Regions from separate parts of the Bombyx mori genome. Here region 2 is linked to region 1. The links are chromatin contacts, called in public Hi-C maps. All regions are on one chromosome and are shown on one strand. Each heading gives the region's core, a stretch centred on a gene start, on an enhancer-like site or on the middle of the called end of the contact. The rest is flanking DNA. Distances are from core to core; before and after follow the strand shown. Region 1 holds the start of LOC101736423. Region 2 holds the start of LOC101736994.

The links. Hi-C and Micro-C count contacts between places; a contact is called where the count stands out from the background.
Region 2: a Hi-C map of whole pupa shows a contact between it and region 1, with 2.9 times the contacts expected there. The contact joins the promoter of LOC101736994 here to the promoter of LOC101736423 in region 1. A contact is called at or near these places in 2 of 7 Hi-C or Micro-C datasets (posterior silk gland and whole pupa).

What each region holds. Positions count from the first base shown.
Region 1 is chr23:10,511,210-10,515,811 of ASM3026992v2, forward strand. LOC101736423 reads right to left here and starts at 1,778. Exons shown (of 8, transcript XM_038019153.2): 1 at 1,419-1,778. The coding sequence starts at 1,542. It overlaps cdk8 (cyclin dependent kinase 8), which reads left to right and starts at 3,117. Exons shown (of 8, transcript NM_001168582.2): 1 at 3,117-3,600; 2 at 4,256-4,507. The coding sequence starts at 3,355.
Region 2 is chr23:11,034,597-11,039,198 of ASM3026992v2, forward strand. LOC101736994 reads left to right here and starts at 2,563. Exons shown (of 4, transcript XM_062675250.1): 1 at 2,563-2,892; 2 at 2,982-3,374; 3 at 3,575-3,702; 4 at 3,998-4,602. The coding sequence starts at 2,800. The coding sequence ends at 4,193. It overlaps LOC692929, which reads right to left and starts at 1,946. Exons shown (of 4, transcript NM_001046771.1): 1 at 1,716-1,946; 2 at 1,386-1,640; 3 at 1,066-1,284; 4 at 993-1,064. The coding sequence starts at 1,813. The coding sequence ends at 1,055. It overlaps LOC101736777 (protein DPCD), which reads left to right. Exons shown (of 4, transcript XM_004932619.5): 3 at 86-322; 4 at 722-940. The coding sequence ends at 826.

The DNA.
Region 1 (4,602 bases), core at 528-3,027:
TGGTGACATTCACTTTGTGATCTCTATGAGCTCCAGTAACCACTTGACAATAAGTGTGCCATCTATGCAATTAATTAAAAAAAATACAATTTATTTTCATTTCAAATGTTAAAATAACATTAGAACCTGAACAATAATGATTAAATTGTTATTTGAAAACTTTTGAATAACATATCATATAAATCTGTAAGTGTCCACATGCATGTATAAACCCATTGCAAATGAAAATTTTTAGTAACATATCATCTAAATCTCATAAAATGTCAACTATAAGCATTGCAAATGTTATACAACAAGCTCTCTCTCGTCTAGATTAAATCCGGAGGGTGGATACACCTGACAGGGGACCACCCCTACATGCCTCCACCTAACAGAAGGGTGAGGTGTTTCGCTAGATTCAAGATCAATCAATCTGTTTACATGTTTTCTCAATCATAATTATTTTGATTAAATAGCTAATTCAACTGTCTCCAAACAATTTAATTTCTTTTTATCCCAGCAACAGCAGTTTAAATGTAATTTCAATTGTGTTTGAACAATTTAACAGTACGAAAATGGCAGGGTGGTAGGAGGGGTTGTTGGGGTGGAAGGAGATATATTCTGTTGTTATAATTAGATCTCCCATCATCCTTTTGGGTGATGTTGTGGAGTGGGAAAACACCTCTATCCCAGGCACTAGTCACTTCTCTTTTAAATAACTCCCATTTCGTTTTTGTGTTTTATTTATTTTACTATTCAGATTATTATTATTTTTCCTCCAATAACATCTATTACCATTATGTTAGAAGAGGGTAATAGATTTCAGTACTAATTACTGTCCCTTCACAAATTACATCAATTTAATTCCCAAATTAAGTAATACTGTTATGCTTTAGAAAGAAATAGAATAGATTCTTAACATTTTGTCTGAGTTTTAGTGTCATTATATACAGAAATGGAATGAAAACAAAATTAACATATATTCATAAACATTATTTTACAAAAATTATAATACCTAAGTTTATGTTAAAAACTATTTTATTTAATAAAATTGCAAATGCTTATTTTTCTACTCTATTTTGGACAAATAAATAAAAACAATACAAGTTAACCAACTAATTGTAAAGGTCCACCACTAAAAAACAAAATAAAAAGCAGTAATTCAACACAACAAAAAATTTGCTACGCAATCAATCACTACGTTAATGAGTGTTGCTATGGAAACCAATCCCTTAAACTGGGTTCCCAGAATGCGTTGTTATTGACAACAGCCAGGGACCATGCATCTATCGATAGCTTTATTTATGTTTGCAATCAGAGGGTGGAAAATCAATACCGCGATTACCTGGGGATGGGGTAGCGTTTGTGCAATTACTAAAGGACCTAAGTACCTGGTATGTACAAGGTACATTTAATAACATAAAATATCAGTTACTTACGATTGCCGCAGCAGCTTTCAGCAATAGTTACAATCACATCATTACTCACAATGTTTCCAAACATATTCGTTAAAACATCAATTGCGTTTACTATATTTTCATCACTGTTCCCTTGGTCCTCCATTGTGACTTCTAAAGTGTAACAACTCACACTGGACTGGACATTAAATAATATAAAATGAAATTATTTACCTTGATAAATATGAACACGTTTATTTAATAACAAAGACTAGTAAACAAATTTGTTTAAGCATAAAGATGAAATCCATAAACCTGCTGACCATTGTCCGACTATTGCGAAGTGAATTTATTTTGACACCACACCACAGATAAATTTAGACATATTGACACTGGCAACTGTCAATTAACAGTATTGTAGTAGTAGTAGTAGTTATATTTTTCCAACTATGAAGGCAAAAGTATCATACCATACACCTTAATCGGTTATAATTTTTTTATGAAAAATGATAATATGAAGTGAAATGAAATGAAGATGATTAATTTGTAACATTAATCAATTGGCACGAAATTAAATGAAATAAGATGAGATGATATGGGATCCACTGAAAAAATCTCAGTAAATGACCACCATTTTTCTGAGATTATATTATTTCATGCTATATCATCTCATTTCATTTCATCCCGGTTGATTAATGTTACAAATCAATCGTCTTCATTTCATTTCATTTCACTCCATATTATCATTTTTCATAAAAATAAGAATATAAATTAAAATAAGACATGACTTAAAGGTCTTAGTTACCCGGACATAAATTACCATAAATAATTTGGCGGGAACGCGAGGAGTGAAGTTGTGTGATTTGTTTTTTTTGTCTATTTAGTGTTTCTTCAGGTTTAAATGTGTATTAACAGTGGCTTATTAATTGTTTAATATCTGTGAAAGCGCACAAATGTGGGAAAATGAAACAAAGCCGCTGAACGTAACTTCTCGGGATCCTCCAAAAAGTCCACTTCAAAAGTCTTAGTGAATGACCACCAGTTTACTGAGATTTGAAATATAATCCCATATCATTTCATCTCGTTTCATTTCACTTCGTTTTCATTGTATTTCATTTCGTTTTCATCTCATTTCATTTCTATAATTTTTCATATTAAACAAAAGTTTTCATTAAATTAAAATAAGACTTGACTTATAAGTCTTAGTTACCAGGTCGTAAAATCCCTTAAAAATATGCATATGGCTACTTTAATGATCACAGATGAAACTTAAACTTTTTGGCGGGAACGCGAGGAGTGAAGTTGTGTGATTTGTTTTATTTTGTCTATTTAGTGTTTCTTCAAGTTTAAATGTGTAATAACGGTGGTTTATTAACTGTTTAATATCTGTGAAAGTGCACAAATGTGGGAAAATGAAACAAAGCCGCTGGACGCAACTTCTCGGGATCCTCCAAAAAGTTCACTGAAAAAATCTTAGTAAATGACCACCATTTTACTAAGATTATATTCATCCTATATCATCTCATTTCATTTAATTTCATCCCAGTTGATTAATCATTTTCATTTCATTTCCCTCCATATTATCATTTTTCATAAAAATAAGAATATAAATTAAAATAAGACATGACTTAAAGGTCTTAGTTACCAGGTCATAAAATCACTTAAAAAAAAGCAGATGAAACCATAGATTATACACTTAATTTATTTGAGAATGAAACTTAATTTAATTATTTAAGCTAGTTTTAGTGTTTTAATTTAAAGATTTAGGCTAGTATAGATATAATTTGCACTCATGAACTAGATATAACGGCTTTTTCACTAATTCACGGAGAATAATGTTATAACGTAGTGATTACTTGCTCAGTGAATAACGTCTTGTATATAACTTGTGAGGGAAGGTATTCAAAATGATTTAAAGTGTAATAAAATATAAATCCTAATTAGTCAGGGATCCAAACTGCATTTCCCGACCGTAACAATGGGAGACAACTTTCAAAATAAGACCATGGCGGCTGTGATGATGGACTACGATTTCAAAATCAAGACTCAAAATGAACGTTCCAAAGTGGAAGACTTGTTCGACTATGAGGGCTGTAAAGTAGGTAGAGGTACATATGGCCATGTATATAAAGCCAGAAGGAAGGATGGCTCCGATACCAAAGATTATGCTTTGAAACAAATTGAAGGAACTGGACTTTCTATGTCAGCATGTAGGGAAATTGCTGTAAGTATAAATACAACATAATTATTTCATTTAAGTAATTTGTTTTTAATTTTAAATAAAAATTTTAAATTTTAAATAATTTATATCTGTATAAATGTGAATTTATTACCATAATAATATGTTCTATGGGGAGTGCTATGAGGAACTGTTTGAAATGATTCCATCATCTCGTTTTTACCATCGCACCGCCGACCACCGAAATAGAGTTTGTCCACACTACCTTGAGCCACTCAGTTCATCCACAGTGTGTTTCCATACATATTTTTGCCATGTACCATACGGCTTTGAAATGAGCTCCCCTTCATGGTGTTTCCGAAGCGCTATGACATGCCCTTCTTCAAACGAGGGCTGTGGAGAGTACTTAACAGTAGGCAGGGGCTTGGCTAAGCCCCTGGCTGAAGTCCATGGATGACGGTAACCACTCACCATCACCATGTAAAAAATTTGCATATTTTGATTCTTGTTTCTATTATTATTTCAAATAATATGTTCATGGGATATTACACCTATTTTGATTGTGTTGTGTTGTATAATTATTGTGTACTGTAAACAAACATTGCATTATCAGCTGTTTTTCTACTTCATATTCGGTCTACAATATAGTAGTGTGGTTTAGATCATAATAAAAAAGTTCGTGTAACAATTTATTTTCTAGCTATTAAGAGAGTTGAAACATCCTAATGTCATAAATCTTATTAGAGTGTTTCTTTCACATACTGACCGAAAAGTCTGGCTGCTATTTGACTATGCAGAACATGATTTGTGGCATATAATCAAATTTCATAGAGCAGCTAAAGCTAATAAAAAATCAGTTATGGTGCCAAAAGGAATGGTGAAGAGCCTCCTCTATCAGATATTGGATGGGATACATTATTTACATTCAAACTGGGTTTTGCATCGAGATCTGGTGAGTGTGATGTATATAGTAATATTTATAATGATGAATCGTTCACATACTATGAGTTCATGTTGTATTGAAATTGTAATTTATACTAAATTAGA
Region 2 (4,602 bases), core at 1,313-3,812, 520 kb after region 1:
GTGGGCTTCCAAATCGGAACCAGGCTGCCAGATTGGAACTCGATGATTAAATGGACATATTTTAATTACTTTTTTGGAATTTTAGCCTCAAGTATTCAGGAGGAATACGAGAATAAATTTAGAATGGAGAATAAGAAATCTACCATACCCAATTGAAACATATTCTATTAGTGCAAACAATGATGAAAGGTGCATAGTTATTAGAACAACAAACAAAAAATACTTTAAAAAGTTTAAAATACCTGAACTTGAGAGGCTGAACTTAAATATAGAGCAAGCTAATATACAATCTTCTCATCATTTCAACACATTAATAATTATGGTATGTACAAACTTTTTTCTGAAATTGTTTGCCTAATGATCTGACACTCAGTTTCGGAAGGTCTATGTTGCTAGTTAACTGCCATAGCAGATTTAATGAATCAACGGTGTGATTGTGATGGTGTTGAAATGCCGCAGGATTTTGTTTAATAAAATATGTATTTAACAAATATGTTCATGTAATAATATTAAATTCCACAATGGAAGGAATAACATATAATAAAATTAAACCCACAAAAATAATGATTGGCATAGTTATTTGTGGTAAACTTGTAAGCCTGCACAGGTCACACCATCATCACATATTTTTGCCATGAAGCAGTAATGTGTTCTGGTTTGATGGAAGTAGCAGCTGTAATTTATAAAGAAAATGCATTATAAACAATTTATTCTGTTCAAGTACAAGAAACCTCAACAACTACTCGACATGGAGAAGGAATGGTATGAAGAATTAAAGAAGGTAAAACCAATCAAGGACATACCTAATGATTGTAAAACCCAATAAAATTAAACAGTCACTAAGATATCTATGGAGTTTAACTTGAATAAATCAATAAGATACTGTCCAATTTATAATTAAAACTTATACAAAATACACTTGTAATTGTACAAAGACAAATTGTTTTTTTTAGTTTCACCCATGCTTCTGAGGTCGGTAAATTGTTCAATAGAAAGGCTCAATATCTATAACTTAATCATATATTTTCTAAAAGCTAATCGTCCATAGCTAATGCTATTGCTTGTTTTTTTAATTCATCTTCATCCAATTCTTTGTCCAGCATTCCTCTTTCCTGCAGGTATACACTATACTGTGCAGGTATACCCATGAATGTTTTTATTTTAGATCGCAATTGTTTCCAAGTTTCCTGATAATAATTCTTTTTGTCTCTTTCCATAGCTTTGTAGTCGTTGCCATATTTGTCTAATAAATATGTGATAAATTCAACCTGACCCTTAGGTAACCTGGAATCAATTTTGCTTTAATAAACACAAGTTTTAAATTTAGAACTTTACAAAATGATTTGGAAAATAATATCAATTTGTAAACAGTTTGTTGTCCTTACATAAACTTCCTTTTCCGAGGCGCCTTGGCCTGTTTTTCTAATTTCTCAGCTACTTCCTTCTTTGGTGGAAGTCTTACAACTGTTTCCACTTCTTCATCTGAATCGATCTGGTTTACCATTTGTTTCGCCCTTTGAATTTGAGTCTGTTTGAAATTTGGTATTTTTATAGTTTTGTTTGGATCACTTACAAGACCCATTTCCCTTAGATTTCGAGCAGAAGTTTTTTTATTATTCCATGCTTCCTTGACAATTGAACTGTAATTTAAATAAATATTATTGACAAAGTTATGGACGATGCAGTACATTTCAAATATTTTCGATATTACGAACCATTGAACGTTCCCTGTACTTTTTTGTTTCCTATTCATACGCCGTCGATTTAACTTGTGTAAATACTTTTTTTTACGATGCTGCTTTTTTACTTTCATGTTTACTGAATAATGGGTTACTAAATTCGAACCAAAACGCTAATAATAGCCCGCAGATAACCTCAAGCCTCAAGAAAACCTCAAATCAAAACACACATGTGTTGTTTAATGTTTTTTGTTCGATTACAATTTCCATGTCATATCTATAATCTATGGTTCGATTCTTCATACCTATTATCTATGATTATCCACTAGTGGATAGGCAAAGAGGACAGAGCCCATACAGTTAAATCTTCAGTAACAAAGATCGAAAAGCAGAATTTATTGACGCGTACGTGAGACGCGAAATGGTGTGAATTGCTTCTTTTTTGTTAAGTGTTCCTTCAGGTTTAAACGTGCAATAATGGAGGCTTATTTATCTGTTAGCGTCTGTGAAAATACACAACTGAGGGAAAATAAGACAAGGTCTCCGAATGTGTCTACTCGAATTCCTTTAAAAAGGCAACTGAAGTGTCAGTTTATTCCCTTGATTTTACTGGGCCGCTGTTGACGATTAACCAGTATTACGGCTCTGCTGATGGTAAGTGTCCATTAAGTGCACAAATGTGGGAAAATTAAACAAAGCCGCTGGAGATTATACTTCATCCCATATCATCTCAGCTCATTTCTTTTAATTTCATCCCATTTGATTTATGTCTCAAATTAATCATCTTCATTTCATACCATATTATAATTTTTCATTAAAATAAGAATATAAAATAAAATAATATATGACCTAAAGGTCTTAGTTACCAGGTCATAAAACCCCTTAGAAAACACATTTTTTATTATTTATACCTATTAGTTTTTAGAAAATTTAGTTATAATTTAAATTAAATTAGACTATCTACATAAATGTAGTAGAGTTATTGATGGTTTAACTTGTTTACTGATTATCTAATTTTTAATGTATAGTGATATTTACTGTAATTTAAACTACACATGTAATACCAATCCCATATTAATTTTATCTCCTTAAACAGAACCATTTAATTAATTTTGCCACTATGGTCAAAGTTTGTGTGGTGAAGAGTTGTTCAAGTGGGCGTACAGGCAAGAAAAAAAATTATCAAATGCCTTTGTCTTTTTTTCAACCAACGGTGTGCAAACTATTTAATATTTTTCATATAGCACTTTCCTTTGCATGTACTTATTGATAATTTAAAACAATGATCCATTTATGTTGTAGACACCAACAAGGTTAATAAATTGGACAAAGTCAATGGGCATTAATTTAAAAGCAACAGACTCTATTTGTCAATTTCATTTTAAAGAGGAGCATATAAAAATGTATGATAAAATTAAAATTGGTGAAGTTATTTATTTCTCGTATTTACTAAAGAAAGTACTAAAGGAAGAAGCTTTGCCAACAATTGAGCATCAATTTCATCCTTTACTAGACCAACAGCAAAGTATCCTCAAGGTACAGGAACTACTAATAGATCCGCAGAACAGTTGCTATTCTACAGATTACATAGAACAAAGTCAAGAAAGTTTCCAAGAACAACTTCAGATCGAGAAAACGCATAATGATTCAAGGGAACAAGAACTGATTGAATCTATTGATTATTTCAAAAATAATGTTAGCAACTTTTTAATACTGCCAGAGTTTTGGTTTTACATAGAAAAACCTAGACAATTAGAGTTTATGAGAATTGATCGTGCATGCAAGCAAATAAAAAATCATATACGTTTAAATGAAGACTTATCAATAACGGTATGAATAGTTATGTGGGCATGTTTATAATAACTACACTTTATTTAAACAAAATTACATTGCAGGTAATTCTTTTAAATAATGAAGAATTATGTACAGATCTAAAAATTTGTTCATTTGAAAATATTTACGATTACTTAAAATCTGTTGAAAAGTGGCCCCTGTGTGTTGGTACCCAAATCGAGAGAAACAAGTAAGATTATTTGAAATTTTACAAGTCTTAAACTGTTTACACCTTTTTAATGCTGGGGAACTGTTTACACCTACACCAATATGTTTAAAGTAATCATCAATATCAAATGTACCCATCTAGAATTTTCTAGAATGAATCATTCAAAGTATTGCGGATTACTATACAAACTCTTTTCCCATATTTCTGGCAGAGTTCAAATACCTGATATGATGGTAGAAGTATTCCTCTGCTAGTAATACTACTAGGATGAAAAGTTTATACTTATTTTATCATATATATTGAATTTTATTTTCAGATATTCAAAAAAATGCAGAGGTGTCATCATTGGTGATGAAGCCTATAAAAGATTTCAAAGAAATCCAAGATGCAAGTCTTGTCGGATCCTAAGGAATCAGTTGAAAAAACGTAAACTTTTAGCAGCTGCAAAGGTGTGGGAAAATGAAACAAAATCAATGTGTGGATATGGTGCACAAATGGATGTAGCTTCTTGACATCTTTCAAAAAGCCTTTTGAGGTCTTAGTAAATTTACACTATTTTAAGGCTTTAAAACATGCTCAAATTTAGTCAAACGGACCAAATCCGCCTACCAAATACATTCTCGATACAGACCACCAGATTGGACAGTTGCTCATGTAAGCTGTCAGGTACACACAGTTGTCATCTTGTCATTGTATACAAAAATTATGGTGGTAGCAGTAAAACTAGCAACAATCACCACATAAAAAGCTGAAAAATTATAGAATGGGCGAAACTGTATTTAAGAAAACGACGCATTTAGTCATAAATTTAAATTATATCTACAAAGGAACAGTGCAAACTTTGAAAATTTATTAAATTTACTCAAACCTCAGATCACAAAAAATGATATTGTTATGAGAAAGTCCGTTTCTGCAAAAGAG